Regions from separate parts of the Hordeum vulgare genome. Here all the other regions are linked to region 2. A link is a contact called in public Hi-C data. All regions are on one chromosome and are shown on one strand. The core of a region is the stretch at or near the end of the contact, and the rest is flanking DNA. Distances in the headings are between cores, read along the strand shown. Region 1 holds the start of LOC123408728 (protein STICHEL-like 2). Region 2 holds the start of LOC123411468 (MA3 DOMAIN-CONTAINING TRANSLATION REGULATORY FACTOR 1-like). Region 3 holds the start of LOC123408538. Region 4 holds the start of LOC123411185 (photosystem II core complex proteins psbY, chloroplastic).

Evidence for each region. A called contact is a pair of places that touch in the nucleus more often than the background predicts.
Region 1: a Hi-C map of seedling shows a contact between it and region 2, with 2.9 times the contacts expected there. The contact joins the promoter of LOC123408728 here to the promoter of LOC123411468 in region 2. A contact is called at or near these places in 4 of 6 Hi-C or Micro-C datasets (leaf and seedling) and 1 of 1 datasets of contacts at active chromatin or transcription factors (embryo).
Region 3: a contact with region 2 is called in a Hi-C map of leaf, with 2.9 times the contacts expected there. The contact joins the promoter of LOC123408538 here to the promoter of LOC123411468 in region 2. A contact is called at or near these places in 3 of 6 Hi-C or Micro-C datasets (leaf and seedling) and 1 of 1 datasets of contacts at active chromatin or transcription factors (embryo).
Region 4: a contact with region 2 is called in a Hi-C map of leaf, with 3 times the contacts expected there. The contact joins the promoter of LOC123411185 here to the promoter of LOC123411468 in region 2. A contact is called at or near these places in 4 of 6 Hi-C or Micro-C datasets (leaf and seedling).

The regions. Positions count from the first base shown.
Region 1 is chr7H:416,944,601-416,949,016 of MorexV3_pseudomolecules_assembly, reverse strand. LOC123408728 (protein STICHEL-like 2) reads left to right here and starts at 1,573. Exons shown (of 6, transcript XM_045101780.1): 1 at 1,573-1,727; 2 at 2,351-3,543; 3 at 3,650-3,866; 4 at 4,045-4,239; 5 at 4,382-4,416. The coding sequence starts at 2,416.
Region 2 is chr7H:416,606,359-416,610,846 of MorexV3_pseudomolecules_assembly, reverse strand. It overlaps LOC123411468 (MA3 DOMAIN-CONTAINING TRANSLATION REGULATORY FACTOR 1-like), which reads right to left and starts at 2,119. Exons shown (of 4, transcript XM_045104415.1): 1 at 1,947-2,119; 2 at 1,488-1,779. The coding sequence starts at 1,764.
Region 3 is chr7H:416,116,031-416,120,767 of MorexV3_pseudomolecules_assembly, reverse strand. LOC123408538 reads left to right here and starts at 1,697. Exons shown (of 2, transcript XM_045101624.1): 1 at 1,697-2,263; 2 at 2,805-3,252. The coding sequence starts at 1,794. The coding sequence ends at 2,922.
Region 4 is chr7H:417,099,579-417,104,276 of MorexV3_pseudomolecules_assembly, reverse strand. LOC123411185 (photosystem II core complex proteins psbY, chloroplastic) reads right to left here and starts at 2,615. Exons shown (of 1, transcript XM_045104124.1): 1 at 1,670-2,615. The coding sequence starts at 2,454. The coding sequence ends at 1,843. It overlaps LOC123411184 (succinate dehydrogenase [ubiquinone] iron-sulfur subunit 1, mitochondrial), which reads right to left. Exons shown (of 2, transcript XM_045104123.1): 2 at 3,020-3,458. The coding sequence ends at 3,287.

The DNA of each region.
Region 1 (4,416 bases), core at 324-2,823, 340 kb before region 2:
ATAGTAGAGGAAAATGAGAGAGAGATGGCATGGAGCATGGAGTATGGAAGAACGATATAGGATTCTTTTCCAGCTTTTGCTGCCATATGTCTGTAGCGGAATTGCACGCATGGGATTCCATTCCAGCCCATTCCAGCAATTCTCACTGTAGAGGCTCTGCACTTTGTCGTCTATATTGCATTAGTAGTAGTATATGATCATACTTTGTCATGCTGATTCATATTATACGTAGCTCAATACTGAAACCTTAGGTTAGTATCATCAAATATTGTTCCCAGACCATGCTAGGTTTTACGGAAGCTAAACGAAAGGGTCAAACCAAACAGTGGGACCTTTTCACGGCAAGCTATACTGTCGCCGTTAGGCCCTTAGGCTCTTGTTTTTAATCACAGGAACGTACCGTACTGATCTAGTATGATTAAGAACACAGGCCGGCATAACCTCATATATTTTCAATGAAAAACATATAAGCATGCGGAACTGTCTGATTTGGGAATGCTTATCTTGGAGTAGATTCGGACATGATGATGCGATCATATCTTAATGGGTGGGCTAATCTCATGATTAAAGCCACATTTGTTTCAGCAGCGCAGTGAGCAGAGGAGTCGAGACTAGTTAGCTCATCATCAACGCCCTGCCATTGCCTAATCACTAGCAGTAGTAATGAAATGGTGATTAGAAAACGAGTAAACACGTCGTCGTACCCAACTAACCTTGGTCCCCCCTGTGTCGTATCCCCGTCAAAAGAAGAGAGATAAATAATACTACGACGAACATGTGCTGTGGAGAAAAAAGAAGGTCCCGGACATCCATCCTCCTAGCCTGGCACAAGAAACAAACTCTGACGATGCTGCATACAAAACAGAAACAGTTGAACGTTGTCAAAAAAAAAAAAAAACAGAAACAGTAGGAGCATCACAATTCCGTAACATGGGCATGCTCCAAATCAGATGATAAACAAATCTCCTCCAATTATAATTCCGTCTTATAAATAGAAGAGTTTTAAAAAACCCGTCTTATAAAAGGCAATTAGTAGCGTTTGGAACACACACGGGTTTTTCCACTATTTAAACGCATGATGTGAATTTACGGAGGAAGGGGGGAAAATGAGGCCATGCCAGGAAAGCCAAATTTTGCTTTTGGGCGAAACAGAGTTATTTTGCAGTAAAGGACGAAGAGAGGACGAGCAGAGCGGTGGGGTCACGAGCCCCCGCCCCCGGCATCAGCAACAGTAAATCCCACGCCACCCCCTCCCCGCAACATCTCTCACGCTCCGTTACGATTCGGCCGGCCGTGACGGAGCCGTGCGATCCTCTCGCCAAAAGACGAGCATACCCCTTCTTTTCACAGGTATCTACGGCCGTAGAGCCACCGACGGGCGATGGCAGGCGGCCCGAGGCGCGGCCGGCCTCCGATTTCCTCTACTCAAGTCTCCGCCCAGGCCTCTCGCGGTGTTAACCATCCGTCGACTTCGGACGTATTTACGCGCTCTGCCACTGCGCTGCCCCTCGTCTTCTTCTTGCTCCTGCGGCCCTAGCTCCCTTCCCTCCCCCTCGCTCGCGTTATTAATGCGGCGGTGGTGGCGGTGGTGCTAAATACCGGGAGCGGGCTGGAGCGCAGCGGTCGGGTGTGGCGGTGACGGTGCCTAAAGGCTGTGCCGGTTTTCGTCTCCTCCTCCTCCTCGTCGGCGGCGGCGGTGGACGGCTTCGGGGTGGCAGGGGCGTAGGGTAAGCATTCTTTCGGTTCGAATCCCCACCTTTCCTCTTCTGTTCCTGCTCTTCTGGTTATTCGGTTCGCGTGTCGCCGAGATGCTCTCATCTTTCGTTTTACTATTTTCCTTCTTTGAGGTGGTGCATTCCTCTACGGGGAATTGCGCTCCCCTCTCTTTTTTTTAATCCCCCCGCTCCCAGGTTTTTTTCTTCCAACAACCTCAATTCCCAGGTTGTTTTTTCTCTCCTCTTGTTTTTTCTTCTTAGATGCATTCTGCATTCACGATTTGCTCAAAACCACCGGTGCAGCAAGATTGATTTGCTCAATCACTGGTGCAGCAAGATTGATTTGCTCAAACCCGTACGCCCAATTTCTATCCTTTTTTGCTCCCAAAGATTGATTGTCTGCGCGGTAAATGCTGTTTAGGGTAAATCGCAGCGGGAGGGAGTTTGTTTCCTAAAAAATCGCAGTACATGGCCTGCATTTCCAGTTACCAACAATCTAAAAATAGATGGAAATTTTAGATGGGGGAATCTGCTTCATGTTTCAAAATTTTGTGTTACTAGTTTGCAGACGTGCAGTGCATGTGCTTTCCTTGTCATAAATCAAAATTGTTCCTGAACACTCGTCCGCATTGCAGGATTCAGCAGTCTGCAGTCTTCAGTCGTAGAATCAGCGTGTGGAGTTGGTTGGAAGCTTTGCAAGATGATTGAGGGGAGGAGGCATTCGGTTGACATCCCGATTTCGAGGGCTCTAGTCGCCGTCATGAGGTCCAGATCTCTGAGGGACCCAGACACCAACTCGCTGGCCAAGTACTCGGCTAAGAAGACCATATGGGAAGGGTGTTCCCTCGAGGAAGATGACGTCGAGGCAAGCAATTATGGCAGGCACAGCTTCAGCTACAACATGTATGATCATGTTCAGAGGAGGAGGGAGGAGTTTGGCGGCCGCCTAGCCAACTCGCCGATCAACATAATCAAGGCCAACGCGAGGGTGAAGGCGGCGCTTCATAACCAGAACTGCTGCTCTGCGATCTCCGGGATGTCGAGGGCGGCCAAGGACAGGGCTTTCTCTCTGGTGATCGAAGGGGAAGAGCTCGGTCGGAGTGAGCCCCAGGAAGGCGCGAGAAGCTTGCTCCAGAAGTACCGGCCGAAGTCTTTCTCTGAGCTGGCTGGACAGAATGTTGTTGCACAGTCTCTTTCAAATGCTGTTTCTCAAGGAAAACTTGCTCCAATCTATCTCCTCCATGGTCAGCACGGCATTGGCAAGACATCCGCGGCTAGAGTATTCGCAGCGGCGCTGAATTGCCTCTCTCCAGGTGGGAACCAACCTTGTGGGCACTGCGAGGAATGCGTGGTCATATTCTCAGGAAACAGCAGCAGTGTGGTTGAGGTTGATGCTTCCAAACTGGATTGCAAATCTAGGGTTGCTGTCTTGCTCAGGAATGCCTGTGAAGTTCCTGCTTCTTCGCACTTCAAGGTACTTATTGTAGATGATTGCCAACATATGGATAAGGAGGGATGGTACTCCATCTACAGCAGCCTTGAAGGGATCCCTGCGAGCTCAATATTTGTCATGATAACGTCCGACATCGATAAACTACCAAACAACTCTGCTGGATGGTGCCAGAGCTATAGGTTTTGCAAGATAGACGACACAGAGATTGTCCACCGGTTGAGCCAGATCTGCACAAAAGAAGGTATGGAGTTTGAAGTCGAAGCGCTGGAGCTTCTTGCTCGCAAGGCCAGTGGTTCCATTCGGGATGCAGTCCAAATGCTTGACCAACTAACTCTGCTAGGAAAAAGAATCAGCAAATCAGTAACATATGACTTGGTAAGTTGATTTACTCAAGCTTTCTAACTTTATATATATCATCAGAAAATATGTTATCCTTTTTTCCTTCTTAGAACCTGTAAATAACCCCTAGTTATTTTGGCAGATAGGTGATGTCTCAGATGAAGAGTTGCTTGATCTTCTTAATCTGTCGATGTCATCAGATGCTGCTACCATTGTCCGGAGGGCTAGGGAGCTTTTGAGTTCGAAGGTCGATCCCATGCAGCTATTAGCCCAGCTTGCAAATCTTATCATGGATATTTTAGCTGGGAAGCACCCCTCAGATTCTTCAGAAGTTAGGAAAGTTATTGGCAAAAATACATGTACGTTCCCTTCCCTTCCGAGGCAAACTAGTTACACGAGACATAGCGGCACACAGATCTGCTATTTTGTTTATGATTTATCTAGCTTAGCATTATCCCTATATGTGTGTATCTAAGCTTACAGTGTCCATGGATCTGTTATTTCCAAATCAATCTAACCTCGTGTGCAACTTCTCAGCTGCTGAGGTGGACGTGCACAAACTTAGGAATGCGCTGGAAATACTTTCTGAAACTGAAAAGCAATTGAAAACCACAAAGAACCAGTCCACTTGGCTCACCGCCGCCCTGCTACAGTTCAATATGAGAGAGCCTTACTGCCTAGAAGCCCTTGATGATACTGCAGTTTCAAGCATGTTCACAGAGAGTCAAACAGGTAACTGGTATTCTACGTCTGTAAAAGGCATGCTGTGTTACTTCCAAAATAGTATGTCAGTGCTTCATATAGTATATCATTGTGAAACAAATCTCTGATCACTTGTGTCTATTTACTGACAATCATGCTATTAATTATGCAGACGACGGGGCTGCTGCCCTGAAAGATGAAAGCTTA
Region 2 (4,488 bases), core at 870-3,369:
TTCATTTTGCTCCGTTTGTAGTCTGTAGTGAAATCTCTAAAAAGACTTATATTTAGGAACGGAGGGGGTAGAAATAATTAAAATAAGGATACCAAATGAGTTCTCCAGTTATTACAAAAATATCGAAAAACCGTACAGACAGCTAACATAAAAAGTGGAACAACAATCAGCAGGATCTAGTATAATCATATAATGGGGGCATGGTGCAAGCAAAAGTTCCCAGTATAGGATATGCATACATATACATAGATGTAGACCAAATTTCATTGACTAGATTTGTGAGCTGAAACTATTAAAAGAATACAAACTGACCATATCCCAACAGAACAAGAGATGGCCAACTGCTCATCATAGAATATGATGATCACAAGTGGGGAACAATTCACACAACAATATAGACAGCAACCATCACAGTCAGCTCATGGTACATGTTACAAGTACAAGGAATCTGAAGTGCTCTGTCTTAGCAAATGTCCTGTAAAAGATGGTTGTCTTGCCCACACAGGAAAAGTCAGTGGTATCAACTAATTGAAAGCTTATTATCAGAACAGGTAGATAATATACTCTGGACAACTTTACAGTACTATCAGATCCTGGGATCTGAGTACACCTATGAATCGAAAAAGCAGAGAGCGACAAAAAAATCCTAACACCCCGCTTGGAATGGGTGTTTATTTATACACCCATATATAATTTACACATGTAAATTACAGGCCACACACAATTTTCATCTGGAAAAGAAAATGACGGTGGGAGGCGTGTATATTTTCCTGGGGTTTAGCGTTGAGAAACGACAATCCAATCAGCGCCTGAAGGGTAACAGATGCAACCAGAATACTGGTAACCAACTCAACCAACATAGAAGAATGCTACACAGCCAGATTGTAATTGCCATTACCCGACAAAACCAATCCCCTTTAGGCAGCTCGGGAGTCCGGAGCACAAACTAACACGCACACGGAACCACTGAACTGCTTCATGCATGCAAAGCTAACCCTCGCCACCAACAGCAGGTGTATGCCGTCAAAATGTAATGGTTATCAGCTTACCAACCTACTGCAACAAATCCAAATCGGCAAACTAGTGAACAGTCAAACAATCGATGAACTCTCAACAAAATTTTGTCAGCGCAGTATGATGTATAGGTCACAATGTGCTACCTCCTTATAACGAGAGCCCAACCTCAACGAGACGCAAAAACTAGCAGCATCAGCATACCAGAACCACAAGCATACCTTCGAAATAAACATCAACAGCAAGATAAACTCAGCTGCTAAACCTGCATTCCCAGAACCCTAAACTAGATCGACTCCACGTAAGGCATGAACAACAGGCTAAGCAGTCCACTGAAGCAGTAACAATGGCAGCACAGCAATTGGCATAACGCATCGCGTCCTAATCAAGCACGCCAAGCTCTAAAACCAGCTCCATAACAAGAGGGGAGGTATTAATTACACAGAGCACAAACAGATCGAGCGCCACCTCACCTTTCTTAAGCTTGACGGCCTTCCCGGAATGCGACCGTCGCGCGTGCCTCGCCCCACCTCCGCCTCCACCCCCGCCCCCGCCTCCCCTCGCGGCGGCGGCGGCGGCGCGCACCTGCTGCTGGTGCAGCTCGTACTGCTGCAGTAGCGCGGAGGTGGTGCTCCCCGTGGGCGAGCGCGGCGATGTGAGCGAGAGCGTCTCGGCGTTCTGCACCGCGATCCGCAGCTTCTCCCGCTGCTCCTGCGTCAGGAACCCGCCTTCGTTCCTCGGCGACGCCATCCCGAATCCACCGCCCTGCGGCGACATCACACCACCAACCAAAAACCAAACCAAATCAGCGTCGCCTCGCGCCGAAATGGGGAACGAACTGGAGCGGGGGAGACGGGGGGGCGGCCGCGCGCGGGCAGCAAGCAAAGCACGGCGGGAGCCGACACCCTATCCAGACATAGCAGAGTACATACCTAGGGTTTCCTCCGCGGATCGAGCGCCCCCCGCAAACCCGTGCGCGAGATTTGCGTGCGTGCGCCGCGGCTGCGGAGCGAGCGAGCGAGTGGTATGGTAATGACTTTTTTTTTCTCCCCTACCCTTTCGCTTTTGGTTTTCCTCCTGGAGACGAGACTGCTGCAGGCGAGGGAGAGAGGGATGGATAGCGGATTTTATACGGAAGGCGGCGTGGGTTCCGGGACACGTCGCTTGCACCAGACACGCTCTTCGACCTTGTGGGACCCACCGTGTGCCTGAGCCCGCGTGTCATTGAGACGGCCGGGGGGCCTGTTGTGTGGGCTCGCCGGTTTCGAGGCCCGCTGGTCTGGGCCGCGGATCCCTATCCCATCCCCACGTGGCGCTGCCGGGTTCGGCCGCTCGTGGTTCACTTCGCGCACACCGGTTATGAACACAGCATTTGCTGACATGTGGAGCGTTGAGTCTCCTGGGCCCAGGTGTCGGTGGGATGCTGCATATTTTAGGGGCACTAGTTGAGTGGTCGGTGGGAGTCGGATCGGGCCGTGGGAGTTAGGGTTTTGCTTTGCTGGGGAGGTGGTTTGGGATCTTCTGCGGCGGCCAAGGTGGCGTCAGTGACAAGAGGGACGTCGTGATTGGCCCCGGGCCGTGTGGATAAGGCGAGTGACGGGCCGGATGAGCATGACGCGTCGGACTAAGGTCAAGATTCAGTGTCATCTCTTCATCACATTCAAACTAATACTTCCTCCACTCTAAAATTCTTGTCTTAACTTTGTCTAGAAATGAATGTATCAATATACTAAAACATAAATCCTTGCAGACGAATTATCACTAAAAAAAATCCTTGCAGACGAATTTAATTTCTTTGATTTGTCCGATCGTTCCTCAATAAGGGAGACGCCACGTTTGTGATTGATTTTGTCGGGATTAAAGTCGGCCCATGTTTGGAGCGTAGGAATTTATTTAGCAAAAAATAAAAAATCACAGGAGTTACTCATTTTCTCGCATAAACACAAGAACCTGCACGTATTTCTTTTTTGTTCAATTACTTCAAAAAAAATTGTTCAACTAAATTTTCCTCAACTTATCCAAAACTAAAGGTCCGTGTGCTCCTGATCACTCACATTGGTACTGTGAGCTTCAACCAGAGGCGAACGGCCGATCTCAGTTGGAAAAAGGCCCTCTCTTAGTTCCACAAAAAATTAATATTATTATCATGGTTTATTTGTTACATTTGTATTTTGTGTTAAATTTTTATCATAGATCTGATCGGGCCCATATAAGAGAATAATCATTCGTTAATCTCTATGGTCCATATGGATGTACGATAAGTTATGAAAAGTTTAGCACTATACGGCTACAATAGTAATCGTGAGACTCCTTTATAAGGGCTGATCCATCACGTATCATTGGAAGCTTGGAAAAAAAAGATGTACACGTGCGTTCCTCCTCCTCCTCCGCTCGCCTCGCCATGGCGTGTGCGCCACGGGTTGTGTGAATGAGTCGAGCAAGCCTAATTATGAATTAATTAACTAGTCGCTAAATGAAAGTGCCATTGTGTGAGACATTGGACCATGGGTTGTTCACTAACTCGGTCGTGGGTCTGGCCGAGGCCAATATATTTGAGGACCTATATAAGGAGACTACGTTTGTGGAGTGTGACCTAAATCGTTCATTCTCTCCCTCTCTCCATCTTGTGGAGTGTGAAGTATACCATATTTACCATGCTTGTTGTTTATTCGTGGATTAGATCAACCGATAAAGTGCTAGTTATTTCAACAATTCAAAATTCTTATTTTAGGCACTTTCGATTCATGGCTTCTCCGCTACACTGAAATAGGAAAAATTACCGGAACGCATTTTAAGCGTTGGCACACGAGGATCACCTTGTGGCTCACAGCTATGAACATTCTCTTGGTCGATGTTGTGGATCCCGTAGGAACGTTTGCTCCTCAACAAGGGAAGGCGGTCACGGAGGTGATGACCCACAAGTATAGGGGATCAATCGTAGTCCTTTCGATAAGTAAGAGTGCCGAACCCAACGAGGAGCAGAAGGCTCTGATAAAAGGTTTTCAGCAAGATAATAAATGCAAGCACTGAAAGTAGCGGTAACAAGTGATGGTGTAGTGAGGTGAAACGTAGCAAGCGAAAAGTAACAAGTAATAAGTAGTAGCAACGGTGCAGCAAGTGGCCCAATCCCTTTTGTAGCAAGGGACAAGCCTGAACAAAGTCTTATAGGAGGAAAAACGCTCCCGAGGACACACCGGAACTTCTGTCATGCTAGTTTCATCATGTTCATATGATTCGCGTTCGTTACTTTGATAGTTTGATATGTGGGTGGACCGGCGCTTGGGTACTGCCCTTACTTGGACAAGCATCCCACTTATGATTAACCCCTCTCGCAAGCATCCGCAACTACGAAAGAAGAAATAAGACAACGTCTAACCATAGCATTAAACTAGTGGATCCAAATCAGCCCCTTACGAAGCAACGCATGGACTCGGGTTTAAGCTTCTGTCTCTCCAGCAACCCATCATCTACTTA
Region 3 (4,737 bases), core at 448-2,947, 490 kb after region 2:
ACCCCCTTTTAATAGTATTGGCTTTCCTATGGGCTCAAAAGTGATTTCTCACAAATATAAAATGAAGAGTCTTCTAGCTTGAAGCTTGAGCCAATATTATTCCTTTTTTGCATCAAGGGGCATCTCCACATAAACCTTTACCCAAAGCTCTCCATGGATTAAACCTGAAATATCTGGTAAAATTATTAGTCCAAGAGACAATGTATGTTGTCATGAATTATCAAAACCACCAAGGGAGCATATGTGCTTTCAAGATCACGGACCGGTGAGCCATGGACATACATGTCAGTCGATGTTGGCACCACTCTCTGGGCAGTCCATCACCTCTTCCTGAATCCCATGCCACTTGTTGCACGCTAGTTAGATGCTCGCCCAATGGTTGGACAAGGCCTTGTCGCCGCGCTCCATGTGTATGCCGGCGAACTCGGGGTCGACCAACTTGCGCTCGTCGAACGCCGTCTTGATCTTTCTCGAGTACGTATCGGTGGTCTGGTTCGCACCGGTAATTGGGTCGATGCTGATAGTCTTCCATGCTTCGGCGAGGCACTCGTCTTCCTTCGCCGTCCACTTGACGCGAGTCTCAGTCGTCTTCCTGTTGGTCGCTCGTTTCTTCTTCTTTCTCCCCTTGCTCCTCGCCGGCTCCAGCTCTGTCGGTTCTTCCTCCTCCACCACGTCCTCCTCATCCATGTCGTCGCCGATTTCCAGCGGTTCCTCTTGTGTGCTGAACCAGGGGCACGAAGCGGCGGCTGTTGAGCCGTTGTTGATGATCTCCTTCATCTCGGCGTCGCCATTGCTGAATTGTGGCATTGAACCCGGCGCGAAAGGCAGGGGGCACGGCACAGACCCGTCGTAGACGAACCGAGTACGTCGACGAGTAGCCGTACTGGGTGTTGTGGCTGGCGGTGAACACGGAAGGCGTGCGCGGGAAGGTGGTGTTGGTGTTGAAGCCGCTGAGAGCATCGTCGTCGACATATTCTGGCTTGGAGGGCGCGTAGCCCCACACCGACGATGGGAAGTTGGCCGGTGATGCGACGCTCTGCTGGCTACCTCACGCGCCTTGTGGAAACGAGCTCTCCTATTGACGCGGAAAGATCGGGCGCTCGATCGCCATGGTCGAGCGAGGCGTCGCCTCCTGCTCCGCTGCTGCATCCCTGAATTTCTTCATGATGAGACTATTCCGCCGATAGGTGGTCACCGCCGCCCTCCGATCAACGTCGATCTTCCACCGCGCGTTTGTCAAGCCTGCGGGCCTTGGCATCGGCGTCCTCGCCTTTGGTGTGGCGGGTTCGATGGCTTGGCAAGGGGCGGCGTACTTCTTCGACAGCACTGCGGGAGAGAAGATGGAGAGAATGGAGGGAACGAGGAGGGGGGATGTGGATGATGGGAAGGGAAAGGGAGGGAAAAGGCACAAACGCCGGGAAAATCGACGAGTGTCGCCGATAGTGCGGCCCCACGCAACTTTTTGCTTCAGTCGGCGCCCACACGCGCCCCCAGCGTGCTGGATTCGGCCTGGGTCCATCGGCGTCAATTTCGATCCAAACCAACGAAAAACAAGGTCCTAAAAATGCGACTTGGCTTTTTTTTTTTAACGTCGACGATAAAAAAAAAGACCTAGGGGCTATTGGTCGGTGGAGATGCTCTAAGCCCAATTCTAGTTGTTCTAAAAGAAAAGCGCCCAAATGTAAGCCCAACTATAGTACAAGTAGGTTTTCTACTTTCTCGACCCGGCCGAAACCCCAAAGCCCACCACCCTGTTCCCGTCCGTCGCCGGCGCGCACCACCTGTCTACCACCATGCCAACCACGGCCGCCGCACGATCCTTCTTCTCACCGCCAGCACCACATGCTCTCCTCCACGCGGGATCACGGACCACGGTCGCCTCCTTCCCGCGTGGATCGCCTCCTACCGTCGCTCTCTCCCTCTCGATCTCCGCCTCGGCCCCCTCCTCGCCGTGGGCGCCGGCGGCCAACCCCAAATACCACAACGCGAAGGTGGACGCGGGAGACGAGTACGTGGACGGGGGCGATCTGCTGCGGCAGTTCACGCGGGAGGTGGGGCGGGCCGGCGTCATGCACGAGGTCAGGCGGCGGCGGTGGCACGAGGATGCGCGGGACAAGCGCAAGCGAAAGTCCCGCGACGCCGCATGGAGGCTCAGCCGCAGGTGCGCCCCTGCTCGATCCATCCACCTGTTGCTTAATCCCGTGACCCGCCTTTGGGCCTCCCCCCTCCCCGGGTTCATCTTCATCCGCTCTCACTATAAATGGTTGCTCCATTGTCCTGTCCATTTTAAGTGCTACAGATCACATGATTAGTGATTAATGCTGTACAATTATGTGTCTTCCATGTTAGCAACCATCCACATATGAACTCGACGTGACATCGAAATTAAGCAGCAAACTCATGCCACATCAGACCACCGTACATATATATTTCAGGGTAGCGATTGAACCAATCACTGTAGCTGTATTATGTACCACAAACTATTAGTTCTGAATGGAAGTGATCATGAAATTTATGTTCAGCTGTGTATCTGTGCACATTATTTGGATCCCTCAAGTGTTTATCATGAATTCAGGTTAATAGTGTGCATTTACAGTACATAGAAACGAAACCTGTACTAGATTCCAAGTCGATTATTCGTTGAAGAATCGTGTAGCAGAGTTTAAACTAGACTTTGTAGTGTGCAAGGGGCCTGTCAGCGGTTGTAAAGTACACGATTGTACATAGTGATCCCTCGAGTTCATTTCGACTTTACCATTTTTCTTCTTGATTGCTTAATTGGTGCTAATAGTTTTGTCTGGCAGGCGCTTCAAGGGTCCATATCCATTTGACGATGAGCAGGAGTCGAAGGAGGGTACCACGGACGATGATGGGCGTGACAACTGGGAGCTTCCTGGAGGAGAGTTTCCTTCTTTCAGATGAACCAAGAAGCTACATTCATCCATGTTTTGTCTGACAAAGAATTCTGACCATGCAACTTCAGTTATACTGTATTTCTGTAGTTGGAGGAGGACTTAACTTATTTTGTGGGGATCCATAATTCATTTAGGAGGAGGGAAGACTTGGATAGGTAGGCTGAACACGCATCTTCGGCATCGAAAACTCTGATGAATGTTATGTGCGATCTCTCTGGTGTGTAATTCGTATAGAATTGCCAGTTTGCTGTAATGGCTCAACGCCATGTGCCTTCCATTGGAATTGAAATTGATAGTTTTCTGTTCCAAAGACTTTATCTAGTGATCTTTTCATCCATTTCTATTTTGAGAGCTGCAGTGTGCAACTTTATTTTTATGTTATTTTTGGTTACGGGAAGCTGCAATGTGCAGCTTGGAGGAAGCACACGGGGCTGATTTATAGTGGGCCCATAATAGGCCAAATTCCCCTGCAACTACAAGTAGACAGAGTTCATTTTCCCCTCTTCTTTGTGTATGAATGAATTCATTGGTGGTACAAATTGGCAGTTCCATATCCTGATAAATGATCTAAACTCGGTAACTTATGGCTATATTTTGCAGTGGTTCCAAAATCCGGAACTTTTCCCCATTTTCTTCAAAAGCAAGATGCATGATCATTTAAACCAATTGGTACATGCTAAACTGATCGAGTGGGTCAACACTTATTTTTCCGACAAGAGAATTGACCAGTTTACAAGGAAAACTGGCTGAAAACCGAGAGTAGGTGAACACTTAGATGCAGCCAAGACGGACTAGTGACAGTTGGTATCGGCTTCGGTGTCGGCAAAGTTACAGCTGATGCTTTTCAACTCGCTCTTTCAAAAGGAAAAAAAAAGGTAAGGAATGATTCCACGTTTTAAAGCGTGCTGGTTATGATAAGTAAGAACAAAAAAAGGACATAAACGACGAATGGAGATGAGACATTTCGTTTTGCCACGCGGGTTTTTGGTATTATTAGGCGTATGATTGGGGATGCCCTTCTTCTGCTGCTTCGTCTCGTGGCCATTCGTCGAGTTGGCGACCGTGCCGTGCATGCGGCTGGGGCTTACTTGCAGAACGGTCGAATGCTCCAGCACAGCGGCGGAAGATTGCTTCTGGAGTTTTGCGTCAGCAAAGAGCAGACAGCAGCTCCGCGTCCGACTGAACGCCTAACATCAGGCCCACCCACTGCACCTGTATTTGAGTTTGTTTTTTTCAAGTCTCATTTCTTTTATTTGGTATTCAGAAGGCTGGCAAAGTGAAGAAATGAAGACAAAACAATGGGAGACACATCCGCTCTGTACATAACATGGTTTGTCAGCTGCTCAGAGCTTCAAGCCACGGGAGAAAAAGAAAGCCATGGCAAAAAAAAAAAAAAAAAGCTTCTGGTGAGGACATAAATGAATATCTGAATTTCAAATTTGTCAAGTACTCCCTCCCTCTGTAAACTAATATAAAATCTTTTAGATGAGTACAAGAATCGAATGGATTTGAGTTAAATCGCCCATCTAACTGTCTCCCAGCAGTGAACCCCATGTGAGCCGTTGCATTCTGCCTTGTGTCATCAGTAGCAACAGTTTCTGTGCGCTTGTACAGGCAGGCTACTGGCTACATCACCTTCTACAGTACGTACATTGCAGCGAGCGAGCACAACTTTGCTGTGCCGGAGAGATAAGCAAATGTATATGGTGCGCTGTGCCAGCATACCAGCCAGAAATTCAGGCACTGTTGCCCAATTCTTCACTTCAGGAACCATCCAAGCTGCCACCTAGGAACAGTATTCAGCCCATCATAGACAGGACGG
Region 4 (4,698 bases), core at 1,366-3,865, 490 kb before region 2:
CACCGTGGTCATCAATGCCACCCTCTAATTCATTGTAATCAAAACCACCGATCGGGGCTTGATCGATGTCGACTCTATTGGCGGCCAACAAGTGCACGAACTCGGCAGTAGCATTGTTTCAGCCCTTCCATCGAACACCTCGCCTGCCATGGAAGCAGCGCCGTAGGAAGGCACCATCGGCGAACGTCTCGCCGAGGCGGTGGAGTGGCCGGAGGTTTCTTCGTAGGAACCTTCTTGCGCTTCACGCCCAAAACCTTGTTCATCTTCCCCGCCGACGGTCGGGCAGATCGCGCAGCGGCGGCGGCGCCCGGCGCACCTTCCCTTCCGTGTGGGCCAATCGGAATGTCGTCCTGCACGACAATGTTGCCTTGCCACTTGCGGGTTGGCGCGTTGGCGACAGAGGGAGCGGGGGCGACATGGCTGGTGACGAGATCCGATGTATGGGCTTGCGCATGCGCGACCTCCACGTTGACGAGATCCGCCGGCTGGAAGGCTTCCATGGCGGCGAAGAATGACGGTGAAGAAGGCCCGGAGCACGCGGTGGGCGGGGTAACGGCTGATGAGGAGGGGGAGCGGGGGGAACGGCACAAAAATTTCTCTCGCGCCAAATCTCGTTGCAGATAAGGGGCGAGCTCGGGTCGGCCTCCCACCCCGTGAATCTGAAGGTTGAGGGCGAACTTTTGCCGCGCCCCGCAAAAAATTTACGGGCCGAACGCCTTTGCAGGGTCCACTCTGGCAGCATTTCTCATCCCGACCCGTATTTTGACAGTTATTTTGCGGGTCGGAGCATTATAGGGGGTCTGCTAGAGATGCTCTTAGAGGGGACATGAGAGAGATAGACTGGAGAGAGAGAGAGTTTTTTTTTCTTTTGTATTGGGTCCCATGTGTACGTGGGAGAGATGGGAGAGAGTTTTGTCCTTTTTTCCTTTATTTGGGTGGGTCCCACGTGTAAGTGACATATGTAGCGAGGGTTACAAATGTTCAAAGAACAGCACATTGGCGATCAAAGGCATTTGACCGAACGGAAATGACACGGAAGGGTATTTTCATAAAGCACTCTAACGGAAGAGGGGCAAAGTTGACCACTATTTATTTTAGGGGTAAAGATGTGGTCGGGTCAAAGTTAGGAGAGAAAATGGATATGTCCCTTTTTACAAGCATTTGGGAGTGTCGATTTTGTCTAATTTTTCAAGAACTAATAAAAATTGTCAATGTTTGCCTTAAAAAGAAATTTATTCTTTTGTTTAATTTACTCATTTAAGCTTGGAAGCAGAAGAAGGCTTTCGCTCTCCTACAGCCTATTGTGAGGTACCCACCAACTGGCCACCTTCGTCGGCACCCACCCACTGGCCACCTTCGTCGGCACACCACCCCTTTGTACGAGGGGCGCTAGTGAGTGAAGAAGATTGCTCGAACCCAAACCACAGATCGAGTGCTCCAAACGGCTAATCTCTACTGGAGCGATCATGAGATTTCTAGTGAAGTAGTGATATAAGTACAGTATTAGTGGTTTGCAAGAAAAACATGGCATCCTAAGCACTCTGTGACTTGCGGTTTGCCCAGGCTTTCCAAAGCTTCTCGGCCCGTCGTGCCTATCTATGATCAAAGCACCTCCCAAAACCCCAATCCAGCATGGAACGTAGTAGCAGAAAAGAACATTAAACTGAAGTGAGAGAAAACAAGAAGAGCTGTACTGCATTTGATCAATGGAAGGAACAAGATTAGAGAGTATGCAAGCGGACACTCACACCACGTTCCACGCTACTACCACGACTCTTATAATAGACCAACGCACACAACATACGGTACGATGCCATGACGACGACGACGACGTACGCGCGCTCAGTTGGACCGCATTTTGTTGAGCTGATTGAGCGCCGGCTGCAGAATGTTGTAGAGCACCCAGCCGAGGGCGGGCGCCACCACGAAAAGCAGCAGCAGGCCCCGGTTGTCGTCGGCCGGCGCGACCGCCGCCAGCGCGGCGAGCTCCTGCACGGCGGCGGAGGCCGGCTCCGGCACGGCGGCCAGGCCGGCGGCCGCGGCAGCGCCGATGCCCAGCCCGGCGACGAGCGCCTTCTCGGACCGCATCTTGTTGAGCTGGTTCAGCGCCGGCTGGAGGATGTTGTAGAGCACCCACCCGAGCGCGGGCGCCACCACGAAGAGCAGGAGTAGGCCCCGGTTGTCGTCCGCGGGCGCCGCCGCCGCCACGTCCGCGATCCGCTGCGACGCCATCGCCGCGTCCGACGAGGCCAGCGAGGTGAAGAAGGCGCTCGCCATGGCAGCGGCCGCCGGCGACACGGCCAGGGCTCCCTTCTTGGCCGCGTTCTTCTGCAGGCTGCGCAGCGAGATGCTCGGCGACGCCACCTTGGCGCTGGACGACGTCGACGACGAAGGCGCCGACCTCGCCGTGATCTTGGCGGGCTTGAGCATGGTCATCGTGGCTATGGTCGCCATTGACGCCTAGCTCCCTGGTTGCTCGCTGCCTTCTCTCCCTCGCAAGAAGCTCTCACGCTGGCAAAAAGGTGGATGGAGGGGTGCTGTGGGGTGCGCGGGTGTGTAATGCGATGCCCTTCCCTTCCCCTGCGTTTCTAGAACGGACGATGTGGCGTGGCTAGCTTATCTTGTGCGGCGAGTGTGCGATGGAGGTTTGAAAGCTTATCTCGCGGCCTGCAACTTGCAATGCCATTGGCTGTGGGAGCAACTAGGCGGGGACCACACGATTTACATGGAGACTTTGGTGAGAGGAAGTGGAGTCGTGAAATGAATCGGAAATTCAGATATCTCACAGTAGTAGGAATATAAGCGTGCCCTAGAATGTCCTATGGTACCAAACGACAAGATCGTATTCGTCTCAAGAAAAGACAAGATCGGAGATCGTCTGGATTGAAACGTCTAGGTATTTTCGGTGAATTTCAGTTAAAAATACACGAAATGACGTTCATCTTCGTGCTCCACAATGTCTTTCCTCTTCGTTTACGCTGATCATTGCAGAACTATTCTGTAACACAGACGAAGGAAGTAGACAACACCATCCAAACGTTGATAATAATTAATAAGTTTATGAATTACTTCATGCATGAGCATCAAAATATGATGAACCACCAAACTAGATACAGCACGGAAAGAACAAAATCTGGTAGCAATTATTCACTCCCTACACGGAATCGCCAGGCGTTTCCATCCATTATTCGTCAGGGTAGAAACCATGGAGCAAAAACAAACCAAATGGCAGGCTGATTACAACTTTCCGACATCTCCACGGGGGAAGACCCTGCTCTGCTCACACTCAGGCTCCGAGCTGCAGCTTCTTTATTGTGTCGATCTGCTTTGCAGGGTTCAGCCCCTTGGGGCAGGCATGCGTGCAGTTCTTGATGGTGTGGCAGCGGTACAGCTTGAACTCGTCGTTGATGGAGTCAAGGCGCTCCTTTGTGAACTCATCACGGCTGTCTTGGATCCACCTGGGAAGAACCAATGTGTTTATGGCACACGCCAAAGAAGCATGTTATATCTCTCAGACACTGCAGTCGTAAGCCCAATCCAAAGAACCAATGTGTTTATGGCTCAAGGCATTTGAAACACTTGCAGATATGTGAAAATGATACTTAAACAAGTTATAAATGACTAAGATGTTTCCCGGTTCTTCTGACTAAGGGCACTTGCAATTATTAGTCAAAAGATATTGTTCAAATTTTTGTGTGCCTTATATCAGATCATGTTTTAGATTAGAAGTTAAAAGGGCAAATTGTGACAAACAATATGATAAATCAGAGGATCAGATATACTAAATCTCAGTGCACTCATCAAATAAAACCAGATGAGATAAATATTGAATCAAACAGCCAGCTTATAGAAACCTTGAACAATAGAATCTTTAGCTTCATAAATGCTGAATAGCATGAAAAACAGTACATTACACTGCCTCAACTAAATAAAGAGAAAACCATGCCGTTTGCTGGCAGTAAAAAAACTTGACAGATAGTTTCAGGAATCAAACACTGAAAGAGGGCAACCTTATTTTGCTGGCCTACTGAAGAGCTAGTTCTTTCTTCTACCCATCTGTTAACATCTACCAAGATGCTTTCTTAACACCCATCAGTTCACCCTTATTTGCCAAGGTACGGAACACGATACGAGACATGCGGAATTTTTGGTAGACACCACGAGAGCGGCCCGTGAAAATACAGCGGTTTCTAAGACGTGTCATGTTACTATTTCTTGGCAGCTTGGACAACTTATAGCGAAACTTATCCCGCATATCTGATGGAAGATCAGGGTCCCTACAGACAGACTTATAAAGCTTTCCTCTCAGCTCATATTTTGCTGCAAGCAATCTACGTTTGTGATCACGCATGTTTCTCTTCTCTGAGACCCCATGATATCCTCGAGCTTGGACGTGCATGAACATGCTGGGTTTTGGTTTCATTAGCGTCCCCCACAGCGGAAGCCTAAAAAGGGTGAACGGGTGAACGTGTCATGGACTTAACAACATCCTAAAGCTTACAACAAAAGGCATTAAATATATTAGACAATTAGCATTTTAATTCTGGTAGAACATAACCATAATTTGCGGGTAAAGGGGGAAACTAGCATGCTCTATACTGAAAGAGAGGTTACCACAAATAAAAGTAACTTCCAAATCAAGGCCACCTCAAGAATTAGGCTACTAGTGGGGGGATAGGGGGGCTAGGACTTCCGATG